2 separate regions of the Mus musculus genome follow, and region 1 is linked to region 2. The links are chromatin contacts, called in public HiChIP or PLAC-seq maps. All regions are on one chromosome and are shown on one strand. Each heading gives the region's core, a stretch centred on a gene start, on an enhancer-like site or on the middle of the called end of the contact. The rest is flanking DNA. Distances are from core to core; before and after follow the strand shown. Region 1 overlaps Mecom (MDS1 and EVI1 complex locus). Region 2 overlaps Mecom (MDS1 and EVI1 complex locus).

Region 1 (5,591 bases), core at 1,262-3,761, 150 kb before region 2:
CACAAACAACCATGACCAGTTTTCTGGGTTGCTTCTGAGCCCTTTTAGGCTACCTTTCCAGGTGGAAGGGGGAAGTTGTAACTAGGCAGGTGTCAGCTTTATTTCTTTATAGCCTCTTTATGGAGGGCCCATGTTATTAAAACCCCAGGGACTGGATTTGTACAATGGAAATAATAACATCTACTTCTTTCAGTACTGTGAGAATAGCATGTTGTAGTATGAAGAAACACCATCATACTCAAATAAAACAGCTCATCAGTAGCTTCTCCCTCTCCCCCATTCCTTGCTTGGCATGTTGAAGCCTGTGCTCAGGCTGGAGACAGCATCCCAGCAACACCAATGGGACCTCACTTCTCATGTTACATGCTTGCTAAGGGACACTCCATATTGTCCCCTCTCTTAGGACTATAGTATAGTTCTCCAGTGATCGTATTATCTGCCGGACTTAAGGAAGAAACCAGGAAGACATTCCTAGAGGTCGATTCCTTTCTACAAAGGGGATAATGAAGCCTTTAGAAGAGCCTGTCGGACTGACTAGATAGGATGGGTCAATGGGTATGGCAGTTGCTTGTACTGGGTACTGAGTTCAATTCCTGGAAGTCACCCGGAAGAGGAAGGAGGGAACTGACTACACAAAGTTGTCCTCTGACCTTCAAATACATATGATGGCACATGTATCCTGCCTGCTAATAACAAGAGATTAAAAAGTTAGAAATAAATTAAAAGACCCTTTAATTTCCAGAATTTAAATTGTGAAGAAGTGACAGTGCTTTGTTTCTGTTGCACCAACCGTACTCAGCACTGACTTACATGGATGCAAGAAATCTTGGGCACTGCCTTGCATGTGTGTACACATATGTGTTCATGCGTATGTCTCTCTCTCTCTCTCTCTCTATGTGTGTTTGTGTGTGTGTGCGTGTACCACAGGTCAATGTTGGGTTTCTTCTTTATTGCTCTCTACCTTGCCAGTTGGCCAGCAAGCCCCTTGGATCCTCCTGCTCTGTGGTCCCAATGCTGGGATTGTAGGCACATGTAGAAAGAATGAAGAGTTCCTTGTTAATGGATGAATGTAAGATGCAATCACATTGAGTGCAAGACTTGTTTAAGAAGATCGTGTCTCTGTGTTAAGCTAGACGCAAACACTGTACCATAGTTGAATGTTGCTTTAATTTTCATATTTGCCTGGAATTACTTTAAAATTCAGTTGTCATATATAGTTATATATTTTATATATAATTAGAATATTCCTACAACAAACAGTAAACATTGGCTTGCATTATTTACAAGTAAACCAGGCAAAGCACAGCTTGATGATTCATTCAGTGGCTGAGGCCAAGAATTGAAACTTTTAGTTTGATTGTAAGATTGTAAGAATTGAGCTTTTAATTAGATTGCTTGCTCCTTTCTATCCTTATTTGATTTCCTTGCCACATGCCAATTTTAGAATTATTTCATCAGTAGTTGCTTTCTCTCTGTTTTAATTTTCATGTGTACATGCACATGAGTTTGCACGTGTGTGTGTGTGTGTGTGTGTGTGTGTGTGAGAGAGAGAGAGAGAGAGAGAGAGAGAGAGAGAGAGAGAGAGAGAGAGAATGAGAATGGAGAACAGAGGTTGATGTCAGGGTCTTCCTACTTGATTACTGAGACAAGGTTTCTTTCTGTTTGAGCCTAGCACTCTCTGGTATGTCCATTCAGCTTGTCTTGGGATCTCCTGTCTTTGCTGCTCAGGTACTGGGATTGTAGGCTTCCTGTCCCATTTTACGTGGGTTCTAGAAATATGAGCTTTAGTTCTCAAATTGTGCAGCAAGTAGTGCATCCACTGAACTATTTCCTCTGCCCAAGTTGTTTTCTGGCCTTGAGCCATGGTGGAGAATGACCCCAATTTTAAATAACCCATGAAATCCTAGAAAACAGAACCATCCATATGGGGAACTTCACAGATTCACATTATCCCAGACGCTAAGCTGCTTCCATTGTTAGTAGACTGTGATGGTTTGTACATGGTATGTTTGCTTTGGAGTTGCTTCAATTTTCCAAGGACACAGTGGGTTTGTAAAAACAGATTATTAGTGATAACCCGGGACCACTTCTGTCTGAAGTATTGGGTGGATGTGGCAGTTGGGATGCATATTTCCCCCCTGTGAGGGTCGCCTGTTCCTAAGGCATGACAGTCTAGGGATTGAGTCCCCTCAAAGATCAGCCTCTCGGTTGTTTGAATATTGTATAGCATTGTTGTCTTGATGCATCTTCATACTTCACACCCAAGATCTTGACTTCTAGGGGGGAAAAACGGAAAGAAAAGGAAAGGAACCCCAGGGGCTAATCATAACAATTAGCTAATGTGTCAACAATTAGCGCTTTCCATCAACCTGCTCTGAAAGCAGTCTCTTCTTATCCTCACACAGACAGGAATGCAGTGATGTAGTTAAGAAAAGCAGGGGAGCTGGCTCCCTGAGCCCACACTGTAGCCAACTCAATCCCTAGGGCATTGTTTACAGTGATTATTCTGCCATTATGATGTTATTGCATAGGCGGAGGGGGCAGTCCTATGCTTAAAATAAATCCAGTCCCCCCCAGTCCCCACCCTGTCGACAAAAGGCAAAACAAAGCAGTCAAAGGAAAAAAAAAATCCCTGTTTGGCTGCTTTTGGAAAAGTAGAAGAAAAACTACTGTGAAAGGTCAGCCAGTTACAGGACTTGAGTGCTTAACTGGTAAATATTTTAAAAAAGAGTGTATTTAATATTTTACCGTTTGGAAAACTTTCAATGGGTTTTGGGTCCAGCATAACTCAATCACGTTAGGATTTCAGAGGTCTCTTGTGGGGATTTCTTTACAATGGATACATTATATTTGGTGACCATCTATACCACTTCTTGGTCGAAATATGTTTTAACATCTTTTATATAATCCTTCTAGTAAAACAAGAACTTTTATACATACCTTTCATAAGAACCCCACAGTACTTTAAAGAGGCCCATATATCTATGTAAATACCACGGGCTTGTCTTAAAAACAGCCTTAGAACAACTTGCAAATCCCTGGTAGCAGCTCAGAATCCTAAGGGTAGGAGTATTTTTTTCATTAAAACTGGAATTGCTCTTCAGTCAGCTCTGTGAGCCCTTGCAGGCTGCTGTCAGAACACAGAGGGTGGAAGCTAACCCCACAGACACATGCCGGCCCAGCTAAGTGGTCTACCTGTGACCAAGGCCACTGATGGCTTCTGACAGCTGGGGATGCTGTCGTTGAACAGGGAGGATGAAGGAGACACTGGGTTGTCCTGCGACACTGACGCTTGGCAGGCTGGATGGGGTCTTATTCCCATGTTATTGGTGATGGAGGAACACATGTGAGCCACGGGCAGCTGGGAGACAGAGGGAGACACTGAGCTTCTGCAAGCAGGTGCTTGGGGATCAATTTCAGGAGGGCTTCCCAGAGGACCTGGAGAGCTGGTAGTGGGTCTCCAGCTGGAGAAAGGTTACAGCAATGGTTGTTTTTCTCTGGCACTTTAGGAAGCTGGGTGCTGTCAAGATGTCAGACATATGTGCGAGACAAGATCCAAAGCAGATCTGTTTTATTTATTTAATTCCTCCCCCCTCTAATCTACACATAATAGTTCTCAACTAACATTCTCTGAGTTGAGTTTCAGAGCTTATCTCTTCTAAGAGTGCTGGTCCCTAGGCTGGCTGTAACAGTATCCCCAGTGAATGTGTTTGAAATGCAGATGTTTAGTTCCTCCACAGGCCAGCCAGCATTAAACAAAAGCCCTGGTTTACTTTAATGCCCAGTGCAGTTTTCAGACTGTCCCTTTAACAGGTCATAGAAACTCTTTAAATTTATTTTCCAGTTCATAGGATTGGTCACATTTGACTGAGGATGTTCTCGGGGTAGGTAGTGTCATGATCTTGAAGAACTTGCTGTGTAGTGATGGAGACAGGAATAAGAGTTAGCACCATTGAGAGAACAGCTGTGTTCATAGACTCTTGACTATGGAGAAGAGAGAGTGTACTACAAATGCCTGCTGAGCTCCCAGAGGCATTGTGAAGATTGAATTTTAAAGTTAGGTCTTTGTAGAGGATTGGATGGGAAGTGGAGAGGAGAATCCATCCTGGGTAGCAAACAGACCTCATCTGAGGCAAGTTTGAAGGCAGCCTTGGAACTCTCCTTTGCTGCTAAGGTTCCCTGTTACTTCTTGATTACTCACTTGGTGAGAACCGCATATTTGCATATTCGTGACTGTTTATTTGACAGAGAAAGCAAGAAGCTAGTTGTGCAGGGCTTTGAAGGCTAGGCTACCAAGGATGTAGGAAAGCCTGTACAGAAAACTGACGTGATCTGATACATGCTTTGAAAGCTCTCCCTATGTGCTGGGCAGTAGACAGGTGTGTAGAGATGTCGGTGGAGTCTCACAGAAGCTAGGAAATAACGATTAGCTCTTGTGTGGGCAAAGGAAATCATATGCTCACAGGACACTTGAGATTCAAAATCTTGATAAGTGTTTGATGTGGAGTAATTTTTTTTTTTATTGTGGTGACAAAATACCTTGCCAGGAACAATTTAAGGAAGGAAATAGTTTGGCTTGCAGTTTAGGAGTAAACAGTCCAGTATCACAGCGAAGTGTGTGTGTGTGTGTGTGTGTGTGTGTGTGTGTGTGTGTGTGTGTAGGTAGGAGCACATTATGGCTGGTCACATTGTCTCTAGTCAGGAAGCAGGAAGTGCAAAATGCTGGTGCTCACCTGCCTCTCTCTCTGTTCACTTGGTTTTCTGTCTGAGACTCCAGCCTATATATAGGACAGTACTACCAACATCCAAGGTGGGACCTCTTTTCTTCACTTAAGTTTCTCCAGAAGCAACCTCACAGATAGCCCAGCAGGTGGCTATCTCTCCTAGGCCATTCTGAATCTAGTCAGATTGACATTGAAGATGAAGCACCATGGGGTGTAGAGTTGGTTTTCTGGCTAGTGCAGATGGGCAGATGGTCATAGCATTTATGAGCATTAACAACACTGGGAGAGGACCCTCATGGGGAGGATCTCTTGGATTTGATACAGAGGAGAAAAACTGTAAGAAGCTGGTTTGGAGCTCAGAGAAGATGTTAAAATGTCAAACAGAGTGGAACATTCCGAGGGCTTAGCTGTAGGTTACCAGGAGTTGTAGGAGTTGAGAGGTTGGAATGAAGACTTAAAGGAACCAGAGCTCCTTAACAACAGCAGCAGCAACAACAATAGCAGTAACAATAGCAGTAACAAGAACAACAAGAGCAGCAGCAACAACAACAGCAACAATAACAACAGCAAATCTTTTTATTTTTTTCTCAAAATTTGTGCTTCATTTACACATGTTTGGGTCGATTACATGCATGTTTTATTTTTAAACAAGTGATTAGCAAGAAATGCTTTAAAGTTTTAAGATAGCAATTAAATATACAAAAATATAGCTTACAAAAACCCAATGTTTAAAAATATTCTGCTGCAGAATTCTTAGTGGAGCCTGAGGCTCAGCATTTCATATACCCTTTTGGAGGGAGTTGTAGCTAGTAAATAAGCCCCGTAGGGCTAGATGACAAGACTGAAGTGTCATTCCTCCACCTTCCT
Region 2 (5,071 bases), core at 796-3,295:
GGAACATGCAGTGGAAGCATTCATGCAGTATAGGTGGTGCCCAGAACATCTGTTTAAACCTTTACTTTTCATAGCATCGAGCTCACCAAAGATTTTGAAAGTCAAATGTATATTTATTCCATGGAGGAAACCTTATCAACCAGTGCAAAAGTTTACTGGCACTAGCTTGGGATATAACGGGCAGTTTAAATCCTGCTAACTGCGAATCATTTTTCAACAGTGTTTATGATTGTGATAGAGTTTAGTGGGGCAGAAGAACAGATAGCATAAATATTTCAACAAAAGCCTATTGGGCCAGCCATATAAATAAGTTAGACCTAGTTTGTAAATAAATTTAGCCTCGCAAACATTCATAATCTTCTCTTGGTGTAAACTATAGTAATTTATGCAGAAGATGCCCTGGATGCCTTTCATAAGAAGTCAGTTGTCTTTAGGAGGCACTGCCTGGTGCCCATCAACTGTCTTACACTGTGTGACTCAACGAGGCAGGAAGGATACTGTACAGACCACCTAATGCTACTAGTTATTACACATGTTGATAGTGACAATTCCCAGACACCAGGCAGGGTTTGGTAGTCTATGAAGTTGTCATATTATATCATTCCCTTAAATACCTAGCTTGTGTTACCACTTAACCATGTTGAAATTACCCCTTCTTCAATCATAAGTGTGGCTGGCATACACACACACACACATACACACACACACACATACACACACACACACATATATGCCTATACATATACACACACACATCTGTTCATATTTTTCTGAAAAGTTTTAAAAAATGAATAATGTTTTCTGAAATTAAACAAACAAAAAAAAACCCCAAAGTTTTCCTTTATGTTTTCAGTCACATTCCATCCCCACAATTTTGAACGATTTCACATTTCACATGATGGGGTGGGTGTCGGAAAACTCAATCCGCAGCCCTTTAGAGGGTAGAATGGGCCGGCAGATTGTGCTCGTTGGCAACATCTAGACTTGTTTTTAACAGCAGAGATATGGTATTTACAATGGAGCAGAGTTTGATCTTACTGGAGGGACCTTCCTCATCATGTTACCTCAGGACACAAATCACTGTTGTCCTTTTATTAACAAACCTGTGATAACAAGGATCAACTTCTCATTTAAAAAAAAAAAAAAAAAAACAAAACAAGACCAAAAACAGAACAGAAAAAGACTTCCCTGAGTTTGAGAGTCTAAGGAAATTTTGTTCTTTGGGGTACTCTCTGCTTCCTTTCCAGCCGAGTGTGGCGCTGTGGATGTTTAATTGCCCGCTTGCATTCCTCTTTCTCAGCAAGCCACAACCCCCTCTTCTGCCAGCCATGCATAAGTATTTTCTTTTCCTTATGCAGGACTCCTGGCTGGAAGAAAGTTCTTCTGTGTTGTAGCTGTAGGGAAGGTCTCCATGAGCTCTTCTGTGGAATGGACCTGAGCTCACGCAAGCTCCTTACTCATGTCTCAGACAGCGCAGTCTGGCTTAAGCACGAAGTGAGGCTCTCAGGGTCCTTTACTTCCTCCCGATCGCCATCTTCCAGGAAGGTTTTGCCTTTCCTCTTCTGGGAACAGTCTGATTCTCTTCTCTCAGTATATACTATTCTTCAGTGTCCTTGCGAGGGAAGTCATGGCTGGACTTTTTCCTTCAGTGTTTAGCTCCCCTTCTGAGACAAGGCGGTAGTACTTCTGGCAAGAGCCACCAAGCCACACTTAGATAACCCTCATAAAGAGACTGCGGCTCTCAGGTCCCACGCAGAACCCAGTGAAGCACATCCGTGGTCAAAGAGACCAGTCGTTCCCCATTAGTGACAGCGCATTAATGCTCCAGCATGTCTCAGCCACCTTTAAACGGTCTTGGTAAAGAAGCCAATCAGATCACTTCTTAACATGCTTTCCTCTGAAACCACCGTCAACAACATAAACAAATTAGCTATAGTAAACCACACATTCTGCCCACACAGAAACCACAGCCCTCACCAGAGGGCAGTGTACTTAATGTGAGAATAACAGCCCAGCTTTATAAGCCTCCACTGGGAATAAATTCCAGTTGCACTGGCTAGAGCAGGGCTGGGGAGCCAGAGCACGCTCTCGCCTAGGTTACGGATTGTGGGAGAGCCAATCGATTCTCAAAGTGTCTTTCCAGGAAATACATTTTCTAAGCTTTTGGCATGCCCAGTTTGGCAGTTCTCCAGCTTTCATTATGGGGATCTGCTATGGCTTCAGTGGAATGGTCCCAGACACAAACTGGCCCAACTCGCTAGCTCTTCCTCTCAGGTGGCTCCAGGGTTCAGAGGAGTTACCGGGTGGAAACCTCAAGGCAACTGCCTTTTTCATGGCCACTTTCCCAAGTTTATGATCCTCCATCTTGACCCCTGGGGAGTTGTGAAATATTCTCTATACCTTCCTCATGCTGATATACTTCCTTTCTTGACAATGGCTAGTCCTTAACCATCCAGTCCAGCCCTAAACCAGTGTGTTCCGTCATCAGTAAATTCCTGCCTGTGATAGTGTTTTCTTAAATACCTGTTTAAACAGTGATTTAGATAAGAGTGTCCCATTTGTGTGCAGCAGGAAATGCCTGCCTTCTTTTAGATATGCTGGCAAATAATTGCTGTAGATAGGGCCTGAACGCTGAAAGGCCGTACTCTGCTCACTGCAGATGCCTGAGAAGCGACCTGCCAGTAAGCTGTGATGTAAATACCGGCATTTCTATTCTACTTTAAATGGATTGGAAGCAAAGCCACTTTGGGGATATAAAAGGCTTATGAAAAAAAGCCAGTAGGTCAGAGGTTGCCAAAAATCTCTTAAAATTTTGTAGTGCTAAAAGAGAGTTCAGGCAAATGTTGCATTGTGAAAGGAATACAGACGGGCATGTAAGGAGTCTGGTCCTACCAGGCCTTCCAGTATAGACTGGTGACTAGGCTCACCAACAACAAAATATACCAAACATTAACCAGGTCATGCTTTCCCTCTAGGCCTTACCCACAGAACGTTAGTGTCTCTATTTTGTTTTCTTGGATTCTGTAAATAGATGCCAAAAGGCTCTAGCAATTTCTTTCCATCGCCATTTAAGAGAAGCTTAGCAAGGCCTATACCATAATATGAGAAATATATTTATGTATATATTTGCTATTTGTTTTCAATTCCTATTGTACTCTTGGCCCTGTCTGTTGCTACCTCTCCCAACCCTCTCTCATTCTGGATCTTTCTGACAGCAGACTAATGAAGTGCTTTGAATACTGTCAGGTAGCAAGGCCCAGAGGGAAGAAATGGATTAGGTCAGAACAAGGAAGCTAACTGAAACACTGAGAGTCAAAGGAGCTTGAAAGACCATTAGGAAAATTCCACATGCCAAGCCATGTCAGCAGGCTAGGGCACAAATATGCCATAGAGACTCAGATGTCACACACATGGACCAGAGTTGAAACATGACGAGTGTTTGCCTTTCACCCTTTTCTGGGATCATGGTGCTTTGAAGACTGCCCATGGGTGACCTCTCTAAGACAATGACCTCTATAGGACAGACCTCTGCTTCCAAATCTATGCTGCTGGATTTCCATAGAATCCTTTACAGCCTATTTGTCAGCTCCATGAGCATCTATTTTCCTCATCTTAGTAGTTTCCTTTCCTCCTTTCATTGGGAGTGTGAAATTTCATTTTCCTGGGGACATTTTCACAGAGTGCTTCAATGGCCAGTTCATTGCTCGGTTTGTGCATCTGGTATTACCTGGGCTCCTCCCTTTCCTCACATGTTCAGTGGAGGGCTCTGCTGCTGGTGGAGAAGAGCTGGCCCCTGAGGTCCTTTGCTTTCTCATCAGCACGCCTCTGTCACCACTCAGGAATTGTCCTGAGGAGGGACGGAGAGCATGTCCTGTTTTAATTTGGAAAGGAAACTGCAGTCTTCCCCCTCCCTTCCCCGACCACTGGTAAGCGTGCATGGACTCACAGACTCATGGCTCTATGCTCACATACTCCCTGGAGGTCCCTGGTGGGGCCTGAGGTTTGGCTAAGCCTCCCTCTCCTGATGCTGGGCACACATCGTCTGCGTTCAGCCACGTGTAATCCTTCCTGTCTGCCTGGGAGTTGGGCACAAAGTACTGGTGCTTGGGCCCACCCTCTTCTTTAGTGGCAATTAACCTTTACTACAGAGCTTCCTTTGAAGTTTGCTCGTGTTTTTATTACAAAACTGCAACAAGAAACATAATGGGGGGAAATGTCTAAATTTCTGAGTTACCTAATCTGTTCAATTCCCTAGTCGGGCTCCTCTTGGCAGCTGTTTTACACAGCTATGATCTCAACCAGTCTGCCTGAGATCCCAAATCATGTTTCTGTCTCAGCCTATTTTTAAGATTAGGGAGCTGCTAAGTACCACACACACACACACACACACACACACACACACACACACCACTTATTGCTAGCAAATGCACATGGATGTGCATATTGTGCGCAAGTTTGTACAGCCAAGTTAACATGGTTTCATGGTTTTAGCTAAAGTCGAGCTTTGTGCTTTAAACGTTAGCATTAATACTGCCTTAGTCTCTGAACACTTTCTATCAATGGACTGACTCGGGGAGCAGAGAGGAAAACATTTCCGATACCGACAGGAAGGACAACATGGAGTGATAAGCATTTTGATGGCCATTGAATGCTATTAATGGGTGAAGCTCAGGAGCTTGAATGGCATCTGCCCAGAAGATTTTCAGTTAAACTAAGCAGAGGAGCCAAAAGAAACAACTGGTGAGTTATATAAATCCCACAAAAAGAGAAAGCAACTCAGGCCAGCCTTGCAAATAAGGGCCAAAGAATTATGAGTGAAATGGCATTTTTTTTTTCCTAGCCCGCCGTTCACAGGAGCTCAAATAAATGAAATCATTTTTCCTCTGCTTTTCACTGAGTAGTAAATCACTGCTAATCCAAGGCCGGAAGAAAAGCAACCATGAAACTCAATGGAAATAAGGGAGAGTACCTCACCCTGGTCAGAATAGGTGAGGACTTTCTAAGAAAATGCAAAAAACCCACAAAGACAACTTAGTGAACTTAGTTCCACTAATGATAGAAAGTTCTATGA

The links. HiChIP or PLAC-seq counts read pairs in DNA pulled down with a chosen protein or histone mark.
Region 1: an H3K27ac HiChIP or PLAC-seq map of heart atrium shows a contact between it and region 2, with 2.6 times the contacts expected there. The contact joins two enhancer-like sites. A contact is called at or near these places in 1 of 484 Hi-C or Micro-C datasets (nephron progenitors), 2 of 115 datasets of contacts at active chromatin or transcription factors (embryonic stem cells and heart atrium) and 1 of 9 other capture datasets (adipose tissue).

What each region holds. Positions count from the first base shown.
Region 1 is chr3:30,389,296-30,394,886 of GRCm38.p6, reverse strand. The region is part of intron 1 of Mecom (MDS1 and EVI1 complex locus); the gene reads left to right. Among named protein-coding and RNA genes, the nearest start is that of Mecom, 120 kb to the left of the region's middle. Within about 2 kb of position 2,511, at least 7 of the 459 cell types and tissues checked have an H3K27ac peak or open chromatin away from gene starts, as enhancers often do. A contact at or near this core is called in heart atrium, where this site is marked.
Region 2 is chr3:30,243,660-30,248,730 of GRCm38.p6, reverse strand. All of the region lies in intron 1 of Mecom (MDS1 and EVI1 complex locus), which reads left to right. Among named protein-coding and RNA genes, the nearest start is that of Mecomos, 230 kb to the right of the region's middle. Within about 2 kb of position 2,045, at least 51 of the 459 cell types and tissues checked have an H3K27ac peak or open chromatin away from gene starts, as enhancers often do. A contact at or near this core is called in heart atrium, where this site is marked.